Linked DNA regions of Oryctolagus cuniculus: region 2 is linked to region 1. A link is a contact called in public Hi-C data. All regions are on one chromosome and are shown on one strand. The core of a region is the stretch at or near the end of the contact, and the rest is flanking DNA. Distances in the headings are between cores, read along the strand shown. Region 1 overlaps USP54 (ubiquitin specific peptidase 54). Region 2 holds the start of MYOZ1 (myozenin 1).

The links. A called contact is a pair of places that touch in the nucleus more often than the background predicts.
Region 2: a Hi-C map of psoas muscle shows a contact between it and region 1, with 3 times the contacts expected there. The contact joins the promoter of MYOZ1 here to the enhancer-like site in region 1. A contact is called at or near these places in 3 of 6 Hi-C or Micro-C datasets (embryonic fibroblasts, psoas muscle and skin fibroblasts).

The regions. Positions count from the first base shown.
Region 1 is chr15:64,668,176-64,674,843 of mOryCun1.1, reverse strand. The region is part of intron 3 of USP54 (ubiquitin specific peptidase 54); the gene reads left to right. Among named protein-coding and RNA genes, the nearest start is that of PPP3CB, 69 kb to the right of the region's middle. Within about 2 kb of position 4,328, at least 2 of the 8 cell types and tissues checked have an H3K27ac peak or open chromatin away from gene starts, as enhancers often do.
Region 2 is chr15:64,757,545-64,764,005 of mOryCun1.1, reverse strand. It overlaps MYOZ1 (myozenin 1), which reads left to right and starts at 1,480. Exons shown (of 7, transcript NM_001082215.1): 1 at 1,480-1,552; 2 at 2,075-2,253; 3 at 3,859-4,102; 4 at 4,444-4,509; 5 at 4,511-4,519; 6 at 4,522-4,609; 7 at 5,464-5,695. The coding sequence starts at 1,480. The coding sequence ends at 5,695. All of the region lies in intron 1 of LOC138845381 (a long non-coding RNA gene), which reads right to left.

The DNA.
Region 1 (6,668 bases), core at 3,079-5,578:
CCAAATGAAATGAGGACCAAGAATTGACCATTCCATTCAGATCCGGCTAAAAAGCCCATGAGAGTATCTCAGGCATGGAAAGCCAAGACACTGTGGCAAAAAATGACCTAAATGAAAGATCTCTGTGAGTGAGATCTCAGTGGAAAGAAGAAGCCATCAAAGAAGGAGGTACCTTTCTCTGAAGGGAGGAGAGAACTTCCACTTTGATTATGAACTTGTCTAAATAAGGTCGGAGTTTGTGAACTCAAGAAGCTTCCATAGCCTTGGCAGCTTATGACAGGAGCCTCGGGTGATTACTGGCGTCATAAATAGGAGTGTCAATTGTTAAATCAACAACAGGAGTCACTGTGCACTTGCTCCCCTTGTAGGACCTCTGTCCTAACTAATCTTCAAACAGTACTTTATACTTTGTGTATCTGTGTGGGTGTAGACCATTGACATCTTTACTCAGTATAAAGTTGATCTTCTTTATATAGGGATAATTAAAAATGAATCTTAATGAAGAATGGGATGGGAGAGGGTTGTAGGAGATGGGATGGTTTGTGGGTGGGAGGGTGGTTATGGGGGGAAGAACCTCTATAATCCAAAAGTTGTACTTTTGAAATTTATATTTATTAAATAAAAGTTTTCTATAAAAAAAAAAGAATTGACCATTCAAGATTGGTGGGGCTTCCTATTTTTTTTTTAACATTTATTTTATTGAGTTGAAAGATGGAGTTACAGAGTGAAGTAGAGACAGAGAGAGAGGTCTTCCACCCACTGGTTCATTCCCCAAATGGCCACAATGGCTGGAGCTGAGAGCCGATCCAAAGACAGGAGCCAGGAGCCTTATCCAGGACCCACATGTGGGTGCAGAGGCCGAAGGACCTGGGCCGTCCTCTGTTGCTTTCCCAGGAACATTAGCAGGGAGCTGGATTGGAAATGGAGCAGCTGGGACCAGACATGGCACTCATATGCAATGCTGGCGCTGTAGGCTGGGGCTTTAACCTCCTATGCCACAGAGCTGGCCATTGTTGAGTTTTTTAAGTTGCTGATATATTTGTGATATTAATCCTTTGTCACATAGGTGGTTTGCAAATATGTTTCCCGTTCTGTAAGGTATCTCTTCACTCGGTTGATCATTTCCTTTGCTGTGCAAAAGCTTCATTTATTTAGTTACACTTTTGTTGCCTGTGCTTTGGGAATCTTGTCCAAGAAGTCATACCCTGTGCCATTATCTTGGAGTGTTTCCCCTATGTTTTCTTCCAGCAACTTCATAGTCTCAGGTCTTAAATATGGGTCTTTGATCCATCTTGAATTGACTTTTGCAAATGGTGAGACATATGGATCTAATTCCATTCTTCTACATATATAAATCCAGTTTTGCCCAGCACCGTGTATTGAAGAGCCTATCCTTACTCCACTGTATGGTCTGAGCACTTTTGTCAAAAACCCGTACGGTAGGGTAGGCACTGTGGCATAGCAGGTAAATCTGCCACCTGCAGTGCCAGCATCCCATATGGATGCCAGTTCAAGTCCCGGCTGCTTCACTTCTGAACCAGCTCTCTGCTATGGCCTGTGAAAGCAGTGGAGGATGGCCCAAGTCCTTGGGCCCCTGCGCCTGCATGAGAGACCCGAAGGAAGGTCCTGATTCCTGACTTTGTATCAGCGCAGCTGTGGCCGTTGCAGCCATTTGGAGAGTGAACCAATGAATGGAAGACCTGTCTCTCTCTCTCTGCCTCTGCCTCTCTATAACTCTGCCTTTTAAATAAATAGATGGATAAATCTTAAAAAAAAAAAAATCAGTAGGCAATATGTTCAACATTAATTTTTTTAAAAGATTTATTTATTTGAACATCTGAGTTATATATAGAGAGGGAGAGATAAATCTTTTTTGTTTGTTTTTTTATAAGTTTATTTATTTGAAAGGCTGAATTACAGAGAGGCAGAGGCAGAGAGAGAGAGAGAGAGGTCTTCCATCCTTGGTTCACTCCCCAGATGGCTGCAATAGCCAGAGCTGGGCTGATCCGAAGCCAGTAACCAGGAGCTTCTTCCGGGTCTCCCATTTGGGTGCAGGGGCCCAAGGACTTGGGCATCTTCTGCTTCTCTCCCAGACCATAGCAGAGAGTTCTCATATGGGATGCCAGCACTGCAGACGGTAGCTTTACCTCCACTATACTACAGTGCTGGCCCTGACAGATCTTCTAACATCTGCTGCCCCACCCTCCGCCACTGCCTCCCTAGATGGCTGCAACAGTCAGAGCTGAGTCAGGCTGAAGCCAGGAGCCAGGAGCCAGGAGACTCCTTTAGGTCTCTCATGTGAATGCAGGGATCCAAACACTTGGACTTCTGCTGCTTTTCTCAGGTAGTCAGCAGGGAGCTGGATCATAAGTGGAACAGCTGGGACATGAACCAGTGCCCACATGGGATGCCAACATTGCAGATGGTGACATTACCTACTAGGCCACAACACCACACCTCAACATTATTTTATGATTCCCCGCTAAAAGCAATGCCCCAGAATGTGGCTCATCTCTGTCTTTTGTGCATTGTCTGGGAGTCTTGGTGTTTCTGTCTCTGTCTTTGTGTGTATGTGGAATTGTGTTTTGTATAGATAGTGGGAAAGAGTGTAATAGGTAGGTTATGACGGTCTTAAACCCCACAACTACAAATGCAAAATACAGGGTTATGAATCAAATGCAAATAAACCCTTGGACTCTTGGGGGAGATATGGTACTTATAACCGAATTTAGATTAAATGGACTAATATAGGATATATGAATACTTTTCTAACTAGGAAGCCCAATAGGTAGTGGTTTTTAGACATAAGTTTAGAGAATCCCAAGGGAGAAACTACCCAGCTGTTCTCTGCCTTCCCCAAAGTTGGATGAAGTTCCTATTATACTGACTAGATGTTTGATGATATTAAGTAATTTTTGTTTACCTTTTTTAGGTGTGTTGACAATGTTGTTATGTTTTAAATAAAAAGTTCTCTGTTTAACAGATGTATTCTGAAATATGTACAAATGAAAAATGTCTACATGAGTTTCAAAATGCTCTAAGAGTGGGGCAGTTGGTGAGGTTGGCCATGGGTGGATAATTGTTGAAACTGGATGATGGATAGTTGGGAGTTTATTATGCTAGTCTGTCTACTCTTTGTACATTTGGAATTTTCTACAATAAAATATTAAGAATCCTTTGTTATTATTTTGAGTACCAAGGGGTAAATTTGCATATTTTTTTGCCACAATATTCTTTTGAACACACAAAACCAGTGAAATTTCTGTTTTCTGGAAGTCAGTATCCTTAAGGACTAGTCCTGTATCTTATTTCCAGAGCATTATGTTTACAAACAGGCTAGATTGGCCACATTTAGGTTCTATGATTTCCCAGGAGGTGTAGAGAAAGGAGTGATCATGAGAAAAAGGATGATTTGGGAAGCCCAGATAAAGAAGGAAACCAGAGGAGTTGAGTTAGTGGCAAGGTGGAAACTGTGTCTCGCCTTTGCAGAAGATAATGTTGGATCCCCCTCAGTGATGGGTTAGACTGCTGACTGGGGCACTTTCCAAAGACTTTGGATCCACAAAGCACCAAAATTAGTCACTGCCTTTCTCCTAAATCCACACCTTCTCTACTCTACTCTTGAGTTCTTTTAGATGTAAAACTAGGAAATCTCAAGAGAGAAACAAACAACTGTTCCCTGCCTAGAGACAAAAGCCTGTGTTTCAGTGGAAAAAGCTTGGGCAACAGCTGCATTTGTAGCAGCCAGAGCACAAAGATTTTCTGTCTTTATGGCACTTCTGTCGTATTTACATGGTTTTTACTAATCCAAATAATTATGTGTTCATGTGGATAGAATTGTTTGCTACTTGATCCAAGAGAGCCGGGTGGGGAATCACCTGCTTTTAGTCATTAGAGTCTTGTTGCTTTTGTACTGTATCCAAGAAAATAGTTAACAGACAAAAAATAATTGCCTTTTCCTGAGAAGAAAAGGAAGACCTCTTTGGTTTCACCCTGTGAAGAAGATCAAAGAGAAACCTCAAAGGTGGGTTTTCTTTTCTTGTTGAAATGGAACTGTCAGGGACCCCACAGGGGTTTAGTCTCCCTACCCTTTCTCCCTCCCTGCCATAGAACTCAGCGATTGGAAGAATACCAGTTTTTGTTCCTTATTGGTGCTGCCACCTGTTCTTACTGCTGAACTAAATGTTCTTGGCTTTCTTTGGTGAGAACAGGATCTCCCTCTGGGAAAGGTGGGAGGAGGGTGAAAAAGGGAACAGGGGGAGGCCGGTTCCAGCCCCTGTGCTCATGTGAGAGGGACACACAGTGGTTAGTGTGCTGCCTTAACAGAGGGGCTTTGTGCTGCAGCTTCTTCCGGAGCTGCAGCTTCCCAGATGCGTGCTGGCAGGCTCAGGCTGCTTCATCCCTCGTACACTTGCTTCTTCCTAACAATAGCAGAGCAAGACAACAATAATTAAAGTAAGAAAATAAAGGAGATGCAGCCAGAGGCTATTCAGAATGTACTCAGATACTTTGTGTATTTGGAGAAGACTGCTTATAATAGATGGAAAAAGAATATTGCATGGAAACAGTGAAACCACTGAAAGCAACAGCCAGAACTGTTTGTTGCAGACCCATTGTGGGTGCAGGCAGAACTCTGACCTGAGACTTTTTCCTTTGTCTGTCCATGAAACCCTTGTTATATCTAGGTCAGGGGAAACCGGCCTCCCTTGAATGGGAGCAGCTGAATAGAGAAGTTTGGTTCTTCCTACTCAGGTCTCAGAGACCCCAGAAGTAGCCCAAGATAGAAGCATCTGACTCTGGGCCCGTCTTCACCACAGAACCCTGGCATAAAGCCTCTTTAGTAACATAAAATGACTCCAGATACAATAACATAATAACCTAAAACGTGGATAGTACCTATCATGCTGCCAGGTATTGATCCAAGATAGATATTTGAGATACTTCAAAAGGTCCATGGAAAAATGGAACTAAAAGATAAGTTTTTGTGTGCAACTAAAGTTTGAAATCTATGTAGTAATTTTTTCATAATACATGTTTCCATGAACTTTTTGAAGTTTGAACCTAGTCAGTTTGGCTCTGGAGTTTATGTTCTTAGCTATTACACTATGCCATCTCCTAGTGGAGCCCTGTCCTTTCTCAGAGTCATTTGAATCATAGGACATAGCCAAGTGATCTGAGAAAATTCAGTGGTTTGAATTACTTGTTTCTATTAAAAGTTTCCTCATCAGCGTCTCTGACTTGGGCTGTACAGAAGAAAGGTATCACCATATATACAAATTGTAACTTTACAAAGGATGCCGATTTTTTTTTTTTTTTATAAATCTAAGGGTGCTTGGGGATTCTTTAAACTTTGTGTAATAAACTACTTTTTAGTAAAGAAAAAAAAAAAGTAATGGGATTGATTACATTTGTTTTTCTCCCTAAGATGGTGTATGACTACTGCTATGTATCAAAAGTAGGTTATTCATTAGGAACAGTGGATGCCTTGGAGTACTAGGAAGCCCAGTTAAGGGGAATAAATTAGTCAAAGTTTGAAAATATCAAATTTGTACAGAAATATCCTGAAAATAATTTCTTTTTTAATATTTATTTTACTTACTTGAAAGAGTTACAGAGAGCGGTAGAGAGAGAGAGAGAGAGAGGGAGGGAGAGAGAGAGAGAGAGAGAGAGAGAGGTCTTCCACCCACTGGTTCACTCCCCAAATGGCCGCAATGGCCGGTGCTGAGCCGATCCAAAGCTGGGAGCCAGGAGCTTCTTCCAGGCAGGTCTCTGATGTGAATACAGGGGCCCAAGAACTTGGGCCATCCTCTGCTGCTTTCCTGGGCAATTAGCAGGGAACTGGATAGGAAGTGGAGTAGCTGGGATTTGAACTGGTGCCCATATAAGATGCTGGTGCTGCAGGCAGGGCTTTAACCACTATGCCATGGTGCTGGCCCTAGAAATAATTTCTCATTGGTTTGTTTTTAGACAAAGTTTTGGACTCTTGAAAAAACGACTAAACCAAGTACTTAGTTCTCTGCTAGTTATGTGAAAAACCCAGGTGGAGTTCTGGTTCCTGGCTTCAGCTGCTTTAGCCCTGGCTGTTGTAGACATTTGGGGAATGAAAGGGTGAAAGAGCTCTCTTGCCATCTGTGTCTCACTCTTTCTCTGTCACTCTGCCTTTCAAATACATAAATCTTAAAAATTTAAAAAGAGAGGAAACTCAATAATATCTTCCTTAGTAAGATCTATCCATTCCACACCATTCATTCATTCATTGATTCAAAAATATCATTTGTTGACCCTTTATATTCCAGTACCATTCTAAGTGCTAAGAGGTAGTAGGGAGTAAAGGGTTAAAAATTTGTGGCCTCATACAAATTTGTGTGCTTATATTCTAGAGAGTAGAATCTGATAAGTAAAATACATGGTAAGGGGGTCCACATAGTGGCAAACAGTAGGTTAAGTGGCCTCCTGCTATGCCAGCATGAGTGCTGATTTCAACCCTGGCTGCTCTTCCTCAGATCTGGCTCCCTCCTAGTGTGCCTGGGAGAGCAGTGGAAGATGACCCAAGTGCTTGGGTTCCTGCCATCCATGTGGGAGACCTGGATGGAGTTCCTGGTTCCTGGCTTTGGTCTAGCCCAGCCCCTGCCATTGCAGCTATTTGTAGAGTGAATCAGCTGATGAAC
Region 2 (6,461 bases), core at 231-2,730, 92 kb before region 1:
CCACCGCCTGAGCAACTGGTAAGTCTCCAGGTCTCCAGCTACAGGGTCTGGAGCCCACTCTGTTGACTTCCGTTTCTTTATGCAATTATGATTCTTGATCTGGGGGGTGTGGCCTCCCTTCTTTATTACCCTTGGCTCCCAGCTGTCCAGGTCTGGGGAGCCACAGAGTGTTGGAAGGAGAACGGCCAAGGAGGTTGGGGGAAATGGAGATGTTGCGGGAGGCACTAGAGGAATGGGAAGCAGATATGAGGCCCCACTACGCCAGCAGAGTTGCAGATGTGTTTGTGAGACAGGATTCAGAAGAAGACCACATTTCACCAAGTGCCAATTTTTAGTTAGATAAGTTGGAGTCTATCTTATCTCAACTTGTTCCTCTCCATTGCCAGATGCTGTTACCATGTTCCTGTCTCCCCTCAGTTCCCACTGCCATGATATTGCTGAATTGACATGTGTCAGGGTTCAAATGTCTTCTGGCTTCTCCCTCCACTGCAGCTCTGGGGTCCGGGGTGGGGGTGGGGGGTTGTGACTGAAGGGACAAGCTGCATAGCCATGACCTCCCAGGCCATGTTCCAGCTGGCCCAGTGGTAGAACAACAACCTCTCCTTCTTATGGAGAATGTTTTTGGCTGAATCTCATCAACCCTGGCAGAACATTTCTCTAACCTCCAGGGGCTTGGGGTAAGAATGAGGAGAGACCAGAGCCTGGATTCATCGTCCTAGTCTGTTATCCCATTGCAAATGAAAACTTCAAGTCATGCCAAGCCAATGAATCCTGGGTGCATTGCCCTGCCTGCTTTCCTGTTGTTTTTTAAATATTCACACCCTTAGTTTTGTTCCTATTCCCTGCATCAGCTCTATGGTAAACAGCACACTGGAGGTTGGTAGAAAATAAAGACAAGGGGTGCATCTATACTTCCTGCCCTCCTTCCCAAGAAAAGAGAAACCCCAAAGCAGTGGATTTTCACCTTTGGGGCATAGATGACTTCTTTGAAAATCTGATGAAATTTTGTCCCCTGAAGCCCTTAGCCTCAGGTAAAGAAGTACTTCCCGGGGCTGGTGCTGTGGTGTAGTAGGTTAAGCCTCCACCTGTAGTGCCATCATCCCGTATGGGAACCCATTCGTGTCCTGGCTGCTCCTCTTCTGATTCAGCTCTCTGCTTATGACTTGGAAAAGCAATAGAAGATAACCCAGGTGCTTGGGCCCCTGCACTAGTATGAGAGACCTGGAGGAAGCTCCTGGCTCCTGGCTTCAGATCAGCTCAACTCTGGCCATTGGGGCCATTTGGAGACTGAACCAGTGGATGGAAGACCTCTCTTTCCATCTTTCTTCTGTCCGTCTGTAATTCTACCTCTAAAATAAGTAAATAAAATCTAAAAAAAAAAAAAAAAAGTACTGCCATACTGCAGACACTTGGTTTTGTCAGTCTCCGTCCATCCTCCAACTATTTTTCCCTTCCACCCAGATCGAGTCCACCTCCACAATGCCGCTCTCAGGAACCCCTGCCCCTAACAAGAAGAGGAAATCCAGCAAGCTGATCATGGAACTCACTGGAGGTAGGGGACATTTGCATGTACCCAGTGTGGGACTTCTTATTTAGAGTATCTTTGCCCCAAGGGTCCCAGAAATATAAAGTTATATAGGTTTGAGGGTGAACAGACAGGAGGAACTCCAGTTGGGATGGGAGAAGGAAAATTCTGTATTGACAGCTGCCTACTCTACCAAGGTCTGGCCCCTGGACTTTTCCCCATGCCCTAGTTTCTCCAATGGTCTCTTTCTAGGATGCTCCTTTACCTCTTTACACTGCACCCCAAACCCATGCCCCTTTGACCTCAAACACCCTTTCACTCTAGTATCCCCACTCTCTTCAGTCTCATGCATGCTCTCCAATTCTGAACCCAGGAAGTCAAAATGTCCCATAAACTAGAGAGTTTGGTCTGGCATCACAGAGAGCAGCTGCTCCCCTAAATGATCTCTGCAGGACAAACACACTCAGTTGTGGATAAAGTCTGCCTTCTGAGGTCAGAAAACCCCACCTTACTCTTTCCCTTGCTTCTTCCTCCCTACCTCTCTGAAAGGTGGACAAGAGAGCTCAGGCCTGAATCTGGGTAAGAAGATCAGTGTCCCACGGGATGTAATGTTGGAGGAGCTGTCGCTGCTCACCAACCGGGGCTCCAAGATGTTCAAACTGCGGCAGATGCGAGTGGAGAAATTCATCTATGAGAACCATCCTGATGTTTTCTCTGACAGCTCAATGGTGCGTTTGGAACTTCACCACTCTTTCAAAGCCTAATGCCTTTTCTGACAGTTTCTTGGCAGGCTCTGAACCTCCAAAATACCATCAACCTCCGCTCCCTGAGAATTTATAAGCTCATTAACCCCCCAGATATATTAAGCCCCCAACAGCTACAGGGTGTTACAGCCCATCTCTGAAACTGAAGTCTCCATCTGAAAGTCAGTGAAGGGGTGGGGAGTACCACACCCTCAGGGAGAAAATTCCTTCCCAGTATGGGTAAGTGTTAAAGATAGGGTTGCCAGATGAAACACAAAACACCCAGCCTTGTATTTTGAAGTAAAAATAAACAATGAATAATTTTTTAGTAAAATATGCCTTGTGCAAATTTTGGACATAAAAATCAAATTTAAATTTAAGATTAAAATACAGGCTGCCCAGTTAAATTTGAGCTTCAAATTTATGCAAACAGTACTTTTTTACATATGTATGTCCCATGCAATATTTAGGGCATATTTATACTAAAAACAAATACACAGTATTTGTTGTGTATCTGAAATTCAAATTTAAGTGATGTCCTGCAATTTTGTTTATGAAATCTGGCAACCCTAGAAGGAGTTATGTGAGTTTTTACAGGAATGTCTTCTTAAGTTATTTTATTTAAAGGGTCAGTCTCTTCTCTAGATGCTTTAAGATCCTACATCTCCTAGTCAGGCCCCTTTTCCAGAGAAAGAGAAGAAGGGATTGGAGAGGGGCCAGGCACAGGATGTGACAGCTGAGCAGGAAGGGGCCTTTCTCCATTTCCTTTCTTCATACTCCACCATCTCTGCATGGCTGGAGGAGGGTGGAAATCAATTCCTACATGGATGGAGCCAGGGGCAGGAGTGTCTGTCACTGGCCCAATGCAGGAGCAGAGTAAAAGTGCTGAGTCGGCTATACCTAACTTTAGGGAGGCTGAAATCCCTCCTCTCTGCCTGGGTCTGGTTACACTGGGTGGAGCATGGGGGTGTATGTGGTGAGGTGGACAGGAGAGTCTCCTGAAGGAGTTGGCGAGGCTATTTTTGGGTTTTGGGGCTGAAGCCAGTGTTGCCCTTTAGGCTACCCTTCCCCCCACCTGCTACCCTTTCCCTGTTAAGAAGTCTTGCTTCAACAGGCACCAAGAGAAAGGGAAAGAGGGAGGGGGGAAGGGGAGGGTGAGGCAGAGAGACAGTGAGAGAGAAAAGAGAGTTCTAACTGTTGGACAAGCAAAGAGAAGGGGGTAGTGATATCTCTATTTCTTCAAATTAAAACTGGGTTTCCCTGGTAACCTCATCCTCTCAAGTTTGAGTGGAGCAGAAGTCTTGGTTCTTTTTGCTTGTGTAAGGATAGGAAAGGCCAGTGTGGGGAATGATCTGCTCCCACCCTACAACTGGAGGGAGCCAAAGGAGTCCTACCTCTTAAGGAGAGTCTAGTTCCCCTCAGGTTACCAATCCACTCTCCATTTCTTGGAGAGAGGAATCTCAGAGGAGTCAGTGTCTTCTGTCTGCCCGTTGTCTCTGACCACCTCCTTCTTTGCTATGTACACCTTTGTCTTTGTATGTTTCCCATAACCTTTGCTAACCTTCTCTTCACTTTGTTCTTTCTTTTCAGGATCATTTTCAGAAGTTCCTTCCCACAGTGGGAGGACAGCTGGGCACAGCTGGTCAGGGAGTCTCCTACAGCAAGGGCAGTGGTGGAGGCCAGGCAGGGGGCAGTGGCTCTGCTGGACAGTATGGCTCTGACCACCAGCACCATCATGGCTCTGGGTCTGGAGCTGGAGGTGCAGGTGGTCCTGGGGGTCAGGCTGGCAAAGGAGGAGCTGCTGGTGCAGGAGGGGTTGGCGAGACAGGATCAGGCAAGTATTCACATCCAAGAGTAAGGAATCTGGTCCCTAGAGCAGAGATGTCCTCAGAAATGAGGCCTAGGCTGGGTGTGGGAGGGAAGGGGAGGCAAACCTAGAGATGGCTTGGTGGACTCTCAGTCCACTCTGAAGTCATATCTTTCAGTCACTTTTCTGGCTTTAGAGATTCAGTCCTAGCTCAAGCTGCCACCACACAACAAACCTTAAACAATTGCTGGATGTTATACCTTTGGCCCCTGGCCCCAGTAACGTCCCCAGTGCAGGAGTGTGGGATTAACTTTCATTGGCTACTAACTGTTATTATTTGACTTGCTTTTCTCTGCCATGACTACCAGGAGACCAGACAGGTGGAGATGGAAAACATATCACTGTGTTCAAGACTTATATTTCCCCATGGGAGCGAGCCATGGGGGTTGACCCCCAGCAAAAAGTGGAACTTGGCATTGACCTGCTGGCCTATGGAGCCAAAGCTGAACTTCCCAAATATAAGTCCTTCAACAGGTAGGGGTACTGGGGAAGGAATGAGTTCTAGTGTGTGGCTCTGGGGCCCTTAGCTGGAATGTTCAAATGTTTCAAAGCAGGGATGGCAGGCATATGGGGCCCCTAACTGAAGGTCTGTGTTCTTTTAATCCTAGCTCAGATTTATCCCAGCAGTGTGATAAAGGAAAAATTTGTTGGGAGGCAGGATTTGAATTCTGATTTATAGGCCACCTGTTACCTGTGTGGGCCTGGGAACATCACCCTACTTTTCAGCCTCGGGAGCTTTGACTGTAAAATGGGAATAATGATGTGTTTAAAGCCCTCTGATGCTCTCTTTAAGTATAGGATGCCATTACTTTCTCCATAGTACGATTTTTTTTTTTTTTTATACTCTACTTAAGTTAGGCTCCAGGCATCTATTCTTTCAGAGTTGGCTTCTCTAGACCATGGATGGAAGGGAAGACCTAGAGAAGTGCTTTTTGCATTTGGTGGTAAGGAGCCTAGATTTTCTAGGAAATGTTAATTCTCAGTCAGAGGAATACTGGGGGTGAGAGGATTGGATGAGGGAGTCTCTACATTATAATTTAATGTGGCTTCAGACCCTGGGTCTGTAGTATTTGGGGTCCCTTCCTTGGAAATGTGGATCTGGGTCACACCTATCCATGAGATATCAGTACCCACTAGCTTATTTTATTAACAGCTTTGGGGTCACAGTCAGCTGAGGAAGGGGAAATGGGGTGCTAAGGGAGAAAATAAGGAATACAGAAGTAATTTCAAACTAGAATTCACAGACTTCCCCATCCTCAAAACTGGGTAACATCTCATTGATCTGGCTTTGTTTGTTTTGATTTTTTCATTAATGTGTTCTTTTTCAGGACGGCAATGCCCTACGGTGGATATGAGAAGGCCTCCAAACGCATGACCTTCCAGATGCCCAAGTTTGACCTGGGTCCCCTGCTGAGTGAACCTCTGGTCCTCTACAACCAGAACCTTTCCAACAGGCCTTCTTTCAATAGAACCCCTATTCCCTGGCTGAGTTCTGGAGAGCACGCAGACTACCATGTGGATATTGGCATCCCCTTGGATGGAGAAACAGAGGAGCTGTGATGTGCTTCCTCCTCTAATTTGCAACAAGTTTCCCCTCTCTGGTTCTAGTTTGGAGAGAGAATGCTGAGCAGGATACTTCCACTGTTAATTCAGTGTCCTTGTGGGAACGGAGGGAAAAAAGGGGGAGATCTGACTTTCTATCTTTCACTGCCAGTCCCTACTCCAGGCATCGCTCCTCACCGACTCAGAGCTCCCCTTCCACTTGCTCCACAGGGAACCTGCTCTTTTATGGAATTTGCTCTGCCACCAGTAACAAATAATAAATTTCAAGGAAATGAATTCATTCTTCCTCTGATATTTGAGGTTAGATGAAAGCTGAGGCCAACAATGCACAGAGACTAACTAAACACAAATACTAAGCATTCATTATTCACACTTTAAGACCAGACCTGAGCTCTAGTTGCTTTGACTCCCACATGTACATCCACACCCAAAAACCACATTCATGGGTATGTACAAAGACATACTTATTCAGTAGCACACAAGTCAAATAATCATGCACAAACACACATGCTAGCCTCTGTGTGTGCAAAGCTGACTGTTGTGCATTGTGGTTAGGAAAAAGTGTTAATAGCTCTCTATATAACTGACTGGAAACTGAGAAACAGCACACCAGGAAGGGGAAATAGAGTGCTATGGGAGACAAATCAGGTTACTCTGATTATCACAGAATTTGGGCATGTCGTAAAGTTTTCGGATGACACCAGAATCTGCTTAGGAATGTATATGCCAAAGGTTACAGATAACCAAAAGGGTAAAATGGAAT